Regions from separate parts of the Mus musculus genome. Here region 1 is linked to region 2. The links are chromatin contacts, called in public Hi-C maps. All regions are on one chromosome and are shown on one strand. Each heading gives the region's core, a stretch centred on a gene start, on an enhancer-like site or on the middle of the called end of the contact. The rest is flanking DNA. Distances are from core to core; before and after follow the strand shown.

Region 1 (6,707 bases), core at 2,334-4,833, 200 kb after region 2:
CCCCGAACCCTGGTCCACCCCGGTTTGTCAGGGCTCCCAGTCCAGCGAGATGCCACTTCCTAGCCTCAGAGCTGCTGGGCAGGGACCCTTGGCCCAGCTGATGGATCCTGGGCCTGCTTTCTCGGGGAGCCCAGCCACCAGCCATACCCAGAGGGATTCGAGAGCTAGAGCTGACGGTAAGGAACTCGGAGAACACAGCGATGTGTATATGCATTTGTTCCGAACCAGCCTGGGCCTCTCTTTCTGGTCCAGCACATGTGCTGTCCCGGGGTAGAGACAGGGAGAAGAGAGTGCCAGGTAGATAGATCACTAGGACTTGGAGACTGGTGTCCTGGGAAATGGTGACGCGATTACTGACAGAGACCAGTTGTAGACATGCAGGGATTTGCAGGGCTTAACGCATCTCAGGGACATGCCCAGCAGGGAAGCCACACTGGATAGAAGTGGCATTTGCTCTCTGATCATTGATGGTGATCCTGCACTGAAGAGACTGAACAGGTTGACATGTGCCTCCAGAGGCTGAGGCAGGAGAGTTGCTTGAGGGCGGGCGGCCAGGGTGAGCAACAAAATGAGACCACTTATGTAAGAAAAAAGCAGAGCAGAACTGAACCTTGACCGTTCCAGTCCACCATGGACTCCTAAGCCAGCAGCCATGGTTGATTCTATTTCGAGTGATTACTTTGTAGCAGGGTCTGTGCTGAAGCAGTGCTGGAGAGAGAATCTGTCCTCCTGGGATTCTAAGCAAGGACAGAACAAAAGGGAAGCAAGAAACCATGCAAAGTAGCAGTGTAAGGTGCAAGTAGCCCAGAAGATTATCTCTGCTAGTCTGGCGTGTTAGGGGGGGACTCAACGGTTTACATTTAAGCCTGGAAGAAAGATAAGGGTTAGGTTTTGTAGACTCTCTTCTAAGAACATTCTAGGCTCTCCCGTGATGTACAAAGCCACGCAGGCGCAGAGTCTGGCGCTTTCCAGGAACTGCAGTAGACTAATTTAGCAGAGCCTTGCCGGTGGGGGTGAACCACCGAAGGATTTTGATCAGGAGAGTGGCTGTGTTGGTATTGTTTGGTTTGGTTTTCTGTGTGCTTAATGGCACATTTTGAGTTGCACTTTAGAAAGCTCCTTGGTGGGTTGGGTGGGAGGTGTGGAGAAGTGTCTTCCGACAGGAGAGCCTGCCTTGTAGAGTGGGAGGTCACGGGGTTAGGAGCAGTAGTGGGCCTCTGTGGGTTCTAAGCACACTGCCTTACTTATTCGGTGATCTCTCACCCAGACGGGGCTATAGAGTGAGACCCTGCCAGGGAGGGCGGGAGGGAGGAGGGGTAGTTAAAAGTGGTCATCCATGAAGAATGTGTGGAATTACAAAGTAAACAGGAATAGAACCAGGGGATGGATAGTGTGACTTAAGGGCTGAGCAAAGCAACCCTCAAGGTTGGAGATGAAGCTGGGCTTGTCGGGCTCACCTGTAATTCTAGCATTTAGGAAGCGAAGGCTGAAAATTCAATCCGAAGTTTAAGATGGGACCAGCGAGGTGGCCCGGCGGGTAGAGGCCCTTGTGGTCGCAGCTGGGTGACCTGAGTTCAATCCTTAGAATTTACATGAAAGGACAGGACCCACCCTGCACAGTTGTCCTCTGACTCCCACACCTGTACGTGCACACACACAATGATCATTAAAATACATATTTCAGCCAGGCTCGGTAGCACACACCTTTAATCCCAGCACTCATGAGGCAAAGAGGCCTGGTAGACTTTTGTGATTTTTGAGGACAGCTTGTTCTACATAGCAAGTTCCAGACCAGCCAGGTCTATATTGTCTCAAAATGTTTAAATATTTTAAAGGGGGTCTGGAGAGGTGGCTTGGTGATTAAAGCACCTTGCCAGGTATCACAGTCACCACCCTCGAAACTGCAGATGCCACCAATACCTGGTAGCTGTGCAGCCTACCCATAATTCCAGGCTCAGGAGACAGAGACGGATGCCCAGAGCATGCTACAAAGACTGACCAGATCCAAGAGCTCTGGGTCTGAGGTAGATGGGTGATCAAGGATGAGTCTCAGTATCAACTTGGGGGCCTCCACAAATACTCACATGCATGCAAACGTGTGTACACACACAGAGACACCACATATCCAAGATAATGGAACAAAAGAAAAGGAGAGGAAAGAGGAAGAGACAGAGGAGAGAGCCAGCAGCCACTGAAGTGTTTTCACTAGACTCAAAAATTTAAAGAGCTTTTGATATTTTTAAAAATGTAAGCATTTTTCTTGGGTCAGCGAGATGGTTCAGCCAGTAAAGGCGTTTGCCAATAGGCTCTTTGATCCTAGAGTCTAAATGGGGGAAGGAAAAAATTAACCCATGATTTCCGCATGCCTCTTCCCATACACACACACGAAATAAGGTTTACTTTTTTTTTTAAACTATTTTGAAGCAGGGTCTTATGAATCCCAGGTTATCGTCAAACTGTGTAGCCAAGGACGACCTTGAGGCCGCTGCCTCTGCCTCCTGCTGGGACTACAGGAATGAACCTCTGGGTACGCTCAGCCCTTCGGACTGACCGGGCTTAGTACTGCCTTACTGGGCAGGCTCTCTACCAGAAGCGCTTCCTCCCCAGTCCCAGTGGGACTTCTCCGTCAGGGCAGCCTCCAGTGACGCTGTCACCCTCTTTCCCCTGATCCTGTGCACTCTTTTTAAAGCCAACAAATGAGTTGACAGTTGGTTGAATTTATGGATAGCCAAGGAAGAACCAGTTTGGACAGGACTGGAAGAAGCTGAGGCTCCTCCTGAGAACCTGAGCAGCAGGGTCGGCGGTTGAGAAAAGGGATCTTGCCAAATCTTGATAGAGCAAAATTAATCAGACCGAGGCCAGAGTGAAATTCGATTTGTAAAGTGTCCTTGAGTTGATTTGGGGCGAATAACAGATTGCAAAATGTGCATCAACCATTCCCAAATCCATGCCCAGAGGTAGATTCCAGCGGGGGTGGGGGGTTGCTTCCTTCCTTTGAACACAGAGCACTGACTGGCTGCCCCTGGGACTCTGGATGCTACCTTGTAAGAAGGAACCCAGGAACTGGGGCTGCTTCCCAGGTACACAGCACATGTGATCTTTATTCTCTGAGCAACAACCACAGATAAATTCATTTTTTCAAGAAAATCAGATTTATATAAGGTGATTTGAGGCAGAGGAGACTAGACTGAATCAGAAGTAGAGAGTCGTTCATTTAACTGTTCGGTTCCTGAGATGCGCCCAGACCCTAGAGACACAGCGACTGAGAGGATTTGGTCCCGACTTTTCTGGAAATCCTGTGAAGAGTAACAGGCAGCAAACACGTTAGAAAATTCTTCCCGACACTTTACAAAAAGGAAATGAAACTGGGTGAGAGGGCTGAGCAGGAAGGGACTGATGAAATCTCAGGCAGATCACAGCAGGGACGAGGCCCCAGGGCGTTAGTGACTAGGTATGATTAAGGACTGAGTGGTGGAGGTGTGTTGAGCACATCAAGGAAGACAGGCTGTCCTCTGAGAACTGGGGATGTCAGGGAGCATGAGTGAACACTTCTCTATGAGCCTGTGTACGCATCCCTCATGACTCCATGACGTGAGTAAGAAAGATGGCCCAGCAAACCCAGCCTGACATCACTGTGTGTGTAATGTGATGTGGTCAAGAACTTTGGCCCCAGAAGCCGACTCTGGTTTGGGCAACATTCTGTGCTCTGCTATTTCCCAGCTGAGTGACCTTAACTTGAGACAACAACTTAACTTAAATTTCCCTGATCTGTGTGTAGCAAGGTGGCTCAGACTTGTAACAAAGCCAGCACTTAGAAGCTGTGGCAGGAGCAGTCTTAGCCACGCAGCAAGTTCAAAGTCACTCTGAACTACATGAGACTCTGTCTCAAAAAACAAACACAAATAAGTTTCTTGATCTGTGGAGAAATGAATTCCTCCTGCTTCTTGTTGAGCCACGCCCAGGGCTTTAGGCCCTAGAAGAGTGTGTGGCGCCACCTTGTGTTCATTTAGATAGCTGCAGCATGAACGGTGTTTTATTGAGATAACAGTTCATTAACAAATACCGTGGCACCCTGCATTGTTCTGGACCTCAGTTTAGTTCTGGGACCTGTGATTTAAGGAACACTGACCTGAAACGTGGCTGGGAAAAAAATCCCAAGAGTTGGAAAATATCCCTCTTCAAAGAGAGCAGAGGTAGATTTTGAAGTTCTTAGGAGGGGATCATGGGAGAGATCAGGATTGGGAGCACATACAGGGAGCCGGGCAGTGGTGGCGCACGCCTTTAATCCCAGCACTTGGAAGGCAGAGGCAGGTGGATTTCTAAGTTCGAGGCCAGCCTGGGCTACAAAGTGAGTTCCAGGACAGCCAGGGCTACACAGAGAAACCCTGTCTCAAAAAACAAAATGAAGTTTGGCCGATTTGGCTACAAGTAAATACTTACTTGTCTTACTGCTGAATTTGCTCAAAATCGGAGTGGAGTGTGTGAGTGGAGACAGGGTGGTGGATGGGTAGAGAGAACTTGAAGTCAGCGACATCTTGGCACTGACTCTGACAGAAATGGAAGGTATCAGGAAAACCCGCGCAGAGCCCGTAGATGAAAAGAGTGTAGAAGCTTCCGGCGACACGGTTTAGGAACAATGTTTCTAGCCAGGCTGTTTTCGTTTAAAACGAAAGCAAAGCCCTTTCCACAGCAGGATGGTCAAGGGGAGCTAGATGCTGTGGGCCTGGGAGCCATCTGTGTGAAAGTCTGAAACACAGCTACCTTTGCCAGGGAGCACTTGCTCAGTGAGGTGAGCACGGAGCCTCCAAACATGCCTTGACACCTGCAGAGTTGAGAAAGTGGAGAGGCAGAAGGCATTCCCGGTCATAAAAAGCGCAGGGCAGGCTTACAGGGAGGAGCAGCGTCCCCTCCGCAAAGGAGGAACCTGCCTGTCCCTGTTCAGGGCCTGTAGCCCAGGCTAGCCCATTATCCCCATTGGGTATCACCGATCCTTGTGATTCTTCCTCCCGCTTGGGTTTCAGTGTCTCTCTGATTCAGTCCTTCTCCATCGCTGTTGCTACAGGGGGTGGCACCGAAAGCCGACCCGTCCTTCGCTACAGCAAGGAACAGAGGCCGACCACCCTACCGATCCAGCCGTTCGTGTTCCAACATCACTTCCCCAAGCAGCTGGCCAAGGCCCGGGCCCTGCACAGCCTCTCCCAGCTCTACAGCCTCTCTATGCCCTGCAGCCGCGCACAGCAGCCCGCCCCGCTGGTTATCTCTACTGCTCAAGGCCCAGCCCCAGCTCCCTCAGGAGAGCCGCAGCCATTCACATCGCAGGCCTCTGGCAGAGGCGCCAGAAACGCTGGGCCTGAACCAGAGACCTCGCGGCCATCGCCCCTGGGAAGCTACTCCCCAGTCCGGAGTGCCGGCCCCTTTGGGTCTAGCACCGACTCCTCTGCCTCTACCTCCTGCTCCCCGCCTCCAGAGCAGGGCACAGCAGCCGACAGTGTATCACCATGGAGCCATACCTGCCCTCCTACTGTGCGCCCTGCCACATCCCAGCAGCCACCGAAGGAGGACCAGAAGATTCCGACCTTGGCTGAGTACAGGCTTCATGGCACAGGAAGTTTACCCCCTCTGGGCTCCTGGAGATCTGGCTTCACCCGGGCAGAGAGTCTGGTTCGAGGAGGTGGCGAGGGCAGCATGGCCAACAGGCCCAACAATGGTACGAGCTTCATTCCAAGCAAGCCTACATCTCTTTTGGGTGGGTTCTTAACGCTCTCAGTGGGGGTCACGTCCACAGTGGCTGGAGGTGATTGACATGTTGGCCTAGCCCTAGCATTTTACACGGCCGCCTGGTAGCCATGAAATACTGGCTCCTTCTAACTATTTTCTCTCTCCTGCTTCCACTTCCAGCCAACCACCTGTCCCCTCAGGCCCTCAAGTGGCGGGAATACAGGAGGAAGAACCCATTAGGGCCACCTGGTTTGTCAGGAAGCCTAGATCGAAGGCCACCGGAAGCTCGGCTGGCCCGCAGGAACCCCATCTTTGAGTTCCCTGGTTCTTTCGGCACAACCAGCCATCTGAATTGCCGGCTGAATGGTACGTGACCAAGGTCCCCTGGTTGTACTCAGAGCAAGCTGAGAAGGGCCTGGCCAAGAGCTTCTCGGGATTTCTTTTTTTCTTCTTTCTAGGTCAGATTTCAAAGCCACTGTCGCTGACCTGTCCTGACCTGCAGGACCCCTTCTCCTTAACCGAGAAGCCTCCCGCTGAGTTCTGTCTGTCTCCCGATGGCAACTCGGAGGCCATATCCATCGACATACTTCAGAAAAAAGGTACATGGCCACACCCAGCCTGGTCCAGGGATCCTGCCATCCGAGCCTGTGGTGCCGGGTACCATGCTAGGAACTCCTTCAGAAGACTTGGGTGTTTAAAACCCCAAACACCAATAAGGAGCCCATGAGCATTAGGGCAAGAAGTTGAAGCTTGTGTAGTGTCTGAGTGAATGAGGGCCACGTATCAGGAACTTAAGAATCAGGCGTCAGCCCTTCCCTCACCAAATTAAGTACAATGAGAGAGGCTGGTACATAATTTAAAAATATTTCCTGGAGCCTGGCATGATAGTGTGTACCTTTAATCTACCACTTGGGAGGCAGACCCGGTAGATCTCTGAGTGCCAGGCCAGTTTGGTCTACCTAGTCAGTTCCAGGACAGCCAGAGCTACA
Region 2 (6,823 bases), core at 3,301-5,800:
ACACGTTGCCCATTTTCTGATAGTCCATTGAGCTCTGAGCACAGTGACTAAGTAACCCTCAGGTAACACAATGAGCTTATCTCCTGCCTCAGAGCCTAAAAACCAAGATGACCAAGTAATCTTGTCAGTATATATTTCTTAAATTCAGTTCATAGAGAGGCAGTGGTTACCAATCAAGAAAGGTTTGAAGGGTTTTGTTTGTTTGTTTAATATGGAAGCAAGCCTCTGTTTGGAGCTGGGAGAAGCTGCTATGAGCCTGGTTTCTTGAGATCCAACATAAAGTAGTAATGGGTGGATTGGATTTGTTTGTGGCCTCAGAAAATATGTAATTGACTTAGATGAGGAGTTCTTTGTTAGAGTTCTTATAGGAGTGGGAGAGAAGGCCAGGAGATAGGAAATGGGAATTCATCTAGTTTCTGCCTCTTGGTTCTTGACCTAGTTCTCTCCAGTAAAAACACCAGCTCTTCTTTCCCCAAGTCCTATGACTCGTCCTGCTACTCTGTCCTGGGAGGTACAGCACTTTTAGATTTCAGGCCCATAGACTCATTGTAGATTAGGTGACTTTTCTTTAAAATGAGTTGCTATTAGGTCAGCTTTTGTTCTTTAAGGCAATTTCTCTCTTTTAGTAAGGATTTAGAAGACTTAAAAATCATGAGAAAATCTTTTTATTTATTTATTTATTTTTCAAAAGATTTTTATTCATTTATTATATGTAAGTATACAGTAGCTGTCTTCAGATCGCATTACAGATGGTTGTAAGCCACCTTGTGGTTGCTAGGATTTGAACTCAGGACCTCTGGAAGAGCAGTCAGTGCTCTTAACTGCTGAACCACCACACCAGCCCCAAGAAAATCTTTTTTAAAAAAAAACCAAGGAAATGATCCCATGTCAAATAACTTAATGGTAGTGTGTCTCCCACTAGTTCATGTTGTCTCTTGCAGGATAGCCTTGTAGGACCATAGAGTATTGGTAGCCCCATGCATCCCCTGAGTCTCTGTTTCTTTCTTGTACTTTCCACTCTGCACTTCAAAGCAAAGTACCCTGTGTAATATAACCAACTCTCTGCTTGTACCATGCATTGCTGTACTCTGACAGGTCAGAGGGTTAGCATCCCTCTGTTACTTGATCAGTACAGTCATGTAGATAGAGTGCCTTGAAGGATCCATTGTCCCTGTAGTGAGCCTATTATTTTTAGGTTTTTAGCTGTCTGCCCTATTAGATTTAAATATATTAAGTGCTATCTGAGTTCTGGACATTGCTGTACCTATACTTTACCACATTATTCTGGGATTAGCTGTAGTAGTAACTTTTCCTCCTTCAAAAACTTGCCATGGTCTCTTTTCCAAGTGAATGGTTGCTATCATCAAACAACGATGAACTATAGAAGATCTGAATCCTCACCAGAAAAACAAAATGGATAAGAAAGAAACTTCTCGTGTTTTGTCTTTTCACTTCATTTGTGGATGTTAAACATCTCCTTGTTCATCCTTGAGTCAGATTCCAGTGCTGAATTTTGTTTTTGTAAAGGTTTAACTAGGCAGTCACTAACTGACCTTACTTTTCCTTACCCACTTCCCAGCAGCTTGTCTCAATACTGTTTTTGTACTTGTTAAGAACATAAAAGACTTGATTTGGTTTTGAATCGATATTTTAAAAGGAGCCAAGGAAAGAGCCCTGATGCCTACAGCTTTTAAGGCGAAGGTTGGAGGGCTGCTCAGGCTGACTTCTTACTGTCTTTGAAGGCATTGTTCTTAGCCTTGCTTGACAGCTTGGTCATATTTGAGTTTCCGGTTTCTCTTTTATCTGAGTGTACTGTTCTTTTTTCATGAGCTACAGGATAAAAGCCAAGCCAGGATCCAGAGGCTTGTGTCAGGTTTGAGACCTATACATGAGGTCATTCCAGGCAATACTGTGGCTGAGCCTGAGGCTTCAACTAGCAATAGTCGTTAAAAGCCAATCCAAAATAAGAAAGGAAGGAAGAAGGAAAGAAAAAGAAGGACTAGGCTCTTCGGAGACCATTTCTGTTCAGCATCCCCACAAGAAATAAAAGGAAGAGGCATAGAGCCATCACCTCTTCTGCGGGGGAAATGAAGCGACTGTTGAGAGAGTCTGAGGAGGAAATCATGCTGACGTTGGGACCTTCATCCAGCCTCTCCCCAGATAAGGTCAGGGCAGAGACTGTATGCAGTGTCAAGAGCAAGTCCACGGGTCCTACTGGATCCCTGCCAGAGGACAACTTCCCACTCCCTTGCTGTGACTCCACCACTAGTGGAGAAAGAGATGGGGACCTGCCCCAACTTTGTAGCTTTGAGCAGCAAGCCAATAACCAACCTTCTCTGGCCTCCACTGCCTGTGCTTCAGGATCTGACTCTCGGGAACTCTCACCTGCCAGTATAACAAACTGTTCAGATCCTTCAGAGAGAAACCAAGCCAGGCCCATTTTGCCTAGGGGTCCTGGCCAGAGATGTAGGTATGAACAGCAAGAGCCTCTGGGAGATGTAGTAGAATATATCATCAGAGAACTGCAAGGTATCAGTCGTCTTCAGTCTGAGATTGCTGAGCTGCAACAGCACTTGAACCAAGTCCAGGGCTCTGTGGATGAAGTGTCTAGCTGTGTAGATTCAGTACTGAGTGAAATAGAAGGCTTGCACGTAGGTAGCAGCTCCCTGGGCAAAGTGTGCAGTGGGGAAAAGGCTCAGGAACTCCATGTAGAAAGATCCAGAGAGGAAGCCATTCTTTATCTATATGGACTTCCTGAACATGATGGGGAAAACACTATGGAACTGGTGGACAACTTTCTAGCAAAGCACCTCTGTGTTAATGGCATGCAGTGCAACAGGTATATCCAAGAGGCATACAGAACAGGCACAGCTCCTGCCCCCCGGCCTACTGTGGTGAAACTTGTCCATCTAGAGCACAGAGACCTCATCTTGCAAAAATCCATCCTCTTGCAGAGTGTGGGGGTCAGGGTTGCTACCAGAGAGGAACCAGTGTGGTCAGAAGGGTGTGAGGATCCCCCAAAGGAGTCTTTATCATGCTTGCAACAACTTCAAGACCACAGTTGGAACTCTTTAAATCAGGATAAACCAGCTCTTCGGCTAGAAACAGGGAACAGAAAACAAATGACAGAACCACACCAGATAAGGACTCAGAATCAACAAAGAGGACCCCAGGCTTCTGAGCATCAGGGCCCTCGTTTACTACCAAAGGATGGCTTAGCAAAACAGAGTGATGTGTCTAAGTTGCAGGAGGAAGTAAAAGGAACATCAGGAGCATCCTGGGTAACCAGTGATTGTTGTGGTGAACTTTCTCTCCTCCATCCACTTGAGGGGTCTTCCTCAGTGTTAATCTCAAAAGAGGAAGATTGTGAAAAATTACAGATTTTCAAACAGGGCAGACAAGAACATGAGGCATGTAAGGTGACAAAGCTACAAAGTGATTGCAGCAATTCAATTAAGGACAGCAGTTGCCTTTCACTGTCTGGACCACTGAAAGCAGATATGGTAAACACAGAGGACAAGATGCTAGGCTGTGAAGCTGGACTTGATATTCTGAGCCCAAAGCAGCTGGAGGACCTTTTGGCAGACAAGTCTAGAAGGTTTGCGACTCTGAGTCCTGACAGCACGATGGAGGAAGTGATCATAGGGCCTGAGACTTTGAGTAACATGGTTCATATTGACCTGAATGAAGAAGAGAACTGTACTGCCCAGGTTCTTAAGGATGTCTTTGATAAGTCCTCACGTGTTCTGGCTGACTCCCAGGAGGATGAAGATGTAGAAATTAAATTCCACACAACTAAGCTGAGTCGAGCAATCCAGCACTTTCGTTTGGCTCTGCAGGGGGTATTTCAGAAGCTGGAGAACAATGGGTCCATCAGTCCTGAGGACCTGGAAAGCAACGAGAGTGGTTCCCAGTCAGAGAACAGTGATAGACTTCTTTGGACAGTAAGTTCAGGAGGTGCCCACGATTGTTCAGTGGAGAGTCCAGCAAGTCAGGGAAGTGAGAGCTTGCTCAGTGTGGTTTCTGGTGGAGTAGGCATCTCTATACAGGGTGATCAGACATCTCAAGCACCAAGCAACTTCTCTCTTGCTTCTAACAACTCACCTTTTGCAAACTCACTGCTCAGTTTCCCTCTCGCCCCATGTCTGGGAAGCGAGACTTGTTCCAGGCCTGACTCTCCTAATCAAGGCAAACTGAGTTTAGAACAAGTATGTGCAGAGACCATTTACCTTAACAAATGCATCAACAATTTTAAAAACGTTCTAAGAGAGAAAAGACTGAGGCAGAAAAAACTTTTGCAAGAGCTAGTACAGACGGCAAGCCATCTTTCAGTAGAAGACATCCCCTCAGGTACTCTTGAGTGTCTGTGTAATGTGGCTCGCTATGGCATTCAGCTGCATTGTGGCAGGCTTAACAAAGCAATGGGGTTGGTTCATATCTTGAATCGGTGTAGATTATTTTAATACAGACTTAAATCTTTGGGAAATAGAAGGAAAGAGGGTGCTAAGGTTAGGAGGGAGGTTTTAGTTTCTGTCCTTAAGCCATTTCCAGTCTTTTTGGGAAGTAGCCTTTCAAAAGAGGAAGGACCATTTGGGTCACAGTAGACTGTAGATTAGATGTGGGAAGCAAGATTGAGAAATAAAGCACATTTATTCTGTCTCACAGGGACAGAATTTTATGTTCCATTTTTAAATGCCTTTTCATGGTCTTCTTTGAAAGATTCCCATCTCCCTAGTAGTTGATGGTATTTCTCCATGGTCACTTGAATTTCCTTACCTCTGCCTCTACTTGTCTAGATCCTAGTTCTGGCCCTACACTGAGCCTTACTTCTGAGTCAGAGCACCTAGGAGCTGCCTACTTAGCAGTGCTGACCTGACCCTGTCTGAAGGCCCAGCTGCCTTCCGTGGGCCATACTCCCCTTCTGCCTTCCCTAGCTACCTGAGAACCAAAACAAAATGTTAATTTTAACTGCAGGAAATAAAAGACTTTGTTTCTAGGCAGTATGGAAATCTGTAGTTTTACATTTTCTTCTCCCAATCAAAATTAAATTTATCCAAAGAGCATATGCTATATTTATCCAATTTTAAATGTAAATGGGGTTATCCTCTTTTGCATATAACCTGATTAGGTTTCCCAAGACAAAATTAAAATGAAGAAATATATCTTACTAGCAGAAGTGTAAGATAAGAAACATATCTTACTGGCAGAAGTGTAAGGGATCAGGTGCTCATACAATGTTGATGGGATACGATGAGATGGTATAACTTCTAAGGAAAGCATTTGAGAAAATGTATCAGGGTTATAAATATATGCACCTTTAGAGTCCTCAGCCTTGCTTCCAGGAATGTATCCTGCAGACATATTTCTACATGCGGAAGTGGCATATGTACAAGGTTATTTTTGAAGTATTGTTTTTAATAGTAAGGAGTGAAAAACAACCTAAATGTCCTTTAACTATATGATGAAATAAAATTCTGGCACAAACAAACAATGGAATGCAGTTCCATGGAGCTATAAAAAGCTGGGGTAGCTCTTTATTCAAATGGAAAGCTACCTAATCTTTGTCTACCTAAAAACCAGCATAGTGCGGAATGGTGTGTGTGAGATGCTTCCATTCTATAAAAAGAAAGAAACACATCCCCTTAGGCTGTGTGATGACGCACGCCTTTAATCAGAGCACTCGGGAGGCAGAGGCAGCGGATTTCTGAGTTCAAGGCCAGCCTGGTCTACAGAGTGAGTTCCAGGACAGCCAGGGCTATACAGAGAAACCCTGTCTCGAAAAACCAAAAATAAAAAGAAAGAAAGAAAGAAAGAAAGAAAGAAAGAAAGAAAGAAAGAAAGAAAGAAAGAAAGAAAGAAAGAAAGAAAGACAGACAAGGAAGGAAGGAAGACAAGGAAGGAAGGAAGGAAGAAAAGATACTTGAGAAACTGGTTTAGTCATGTATTACTTGACAGAAATACAGCCTGAGAAATGCACTATTGGAAACCTCCTCACTGTGTGAGCATTAAAGTATATACACACAAACCTAGATGGTATATAGTCTACAGTAGACCAAGGTCATGTGACATAAACGTTGTTATATGTATGCTGTAGTTCACTTGAATGGTACGTAGCAGATGACCATATATGATTCTCCATGGGAGATAGACTATTGGGTAAAATACTAGTGAAATGGGATGGAGGTGTTTTTAATTTTTTTTAAAATACTGTATACCTCTTCAATATTTAAGGACTTAAATAATACTAATGGTAATACCAAGTCATAAAATTCAACTTAGAAAGTAAAAACTGGAAACCATGTCACTCTCTTTTCAAATCTCCCTGGAGCCATTCCTGATAGCTTAAATATGTGTAAAACAATCCAAATTCCTTTACTTGTCATTCAAGGCTGCTTCAGCTGTCTCTGGTTTATATTGTCAGGTTTGTCTTCTCCTGTTCACTGAACCCCTCCTCAAAGAAACTGCTGTCTTACAGTTTGCCTTGCTGTTTCTGTTTTCAGCATATTAGTGATCATATGCTTCCTTCCAACCTGAGCAAGGCCCTGCGTGTGCCATGCCAGCCGACTGCATTTACTCATTCTTTAACAGCCCAAACACCTCTTCCTTCTGTAATTCACCTGCTGTAAGGGATTTCTCTTTCTCTTTACTCCGAGGCCAGTTTTCCCCCTCCGTGAACATCCAGAAATTACTTCTTTGTAGCAGCAAAAGAAACATTGTGTGGTCAAAGCAGTCTATCCTTACAAAGTCCTTAAAGCTTAAAGGAGAAAGGCTGGGTCAGAAAGCCCTGAGATGAGGGCCACACTTTAACCTGTCTTTAATCCTT

What was found. Hi-C and Micro-C count contacts between places; a contact is called where the count stands out from the background.
Region 1: a Hi-C map of bone marrow-derived macrophages shows a contact between it and region 2, with 28 read pairs. The contact joins two enhancer-like sites. A contact is called at or near these places in 15 of 39 promoter capture datasets (the 3T3-L1 cell line, the C10 cell line, the SN4741 cell line and 8 more), 1 of 484 Hi-C or Micro-C datasets (bone marrow-derived macrophages), 2 of 115 datasets of contacts at active chromatin or transcription factors (embryonic basal ganglia and embryonic stem cells) and 4 of 9 other capture datasets (adipose tissue, embryonic stem cells, liver and 1 more).

Annotation. Positions count from the first base shown.
Region 1 is chr4:43,416,543-43,423,249 of GRCm38.p6, forward strand. It overlaps Rusc2 (RUN and SH3 domain containing 2), which reads left to right. Exons shown (of 12, transcript NM_199057.3): 2 at 1-176; 3 at 5,063-5,707; 4 at 5,899-6,084; 5 at 6,177-6,317. Among named protein-coding and RNA genes, the nearest start is that of Fam166b, 9.2 kb to the right of the region's middle. Within about 2 kb of position 3,584, at least 131 of the 459 cell types and tissues checked have an H3K27ac peak or open chromatin away from gene starts, as enhancers often do. A contact at or near this core is called in bone marrow-derived macrophages, where this site is marked.
Region 2 is chr4:43,213,616-43,220,438 of GRCm38.p6, forward strand. All of the region lies in intron 11 of Unc13b (unc-13 homolog B), which reads left to right. Among named protein-coding and RNA genes, the nearest start is that of Gm25010, 16 kb to the left of the region's middle. Within about 2 kb of position 4,551, at least 10 of the 459 cell types and tissues checked have an H3K27ac peak or open chromatin away from gene starts, as enhancers often do. A contact at or near this core is called in bone marrow-derived macrophages, where this site is marked.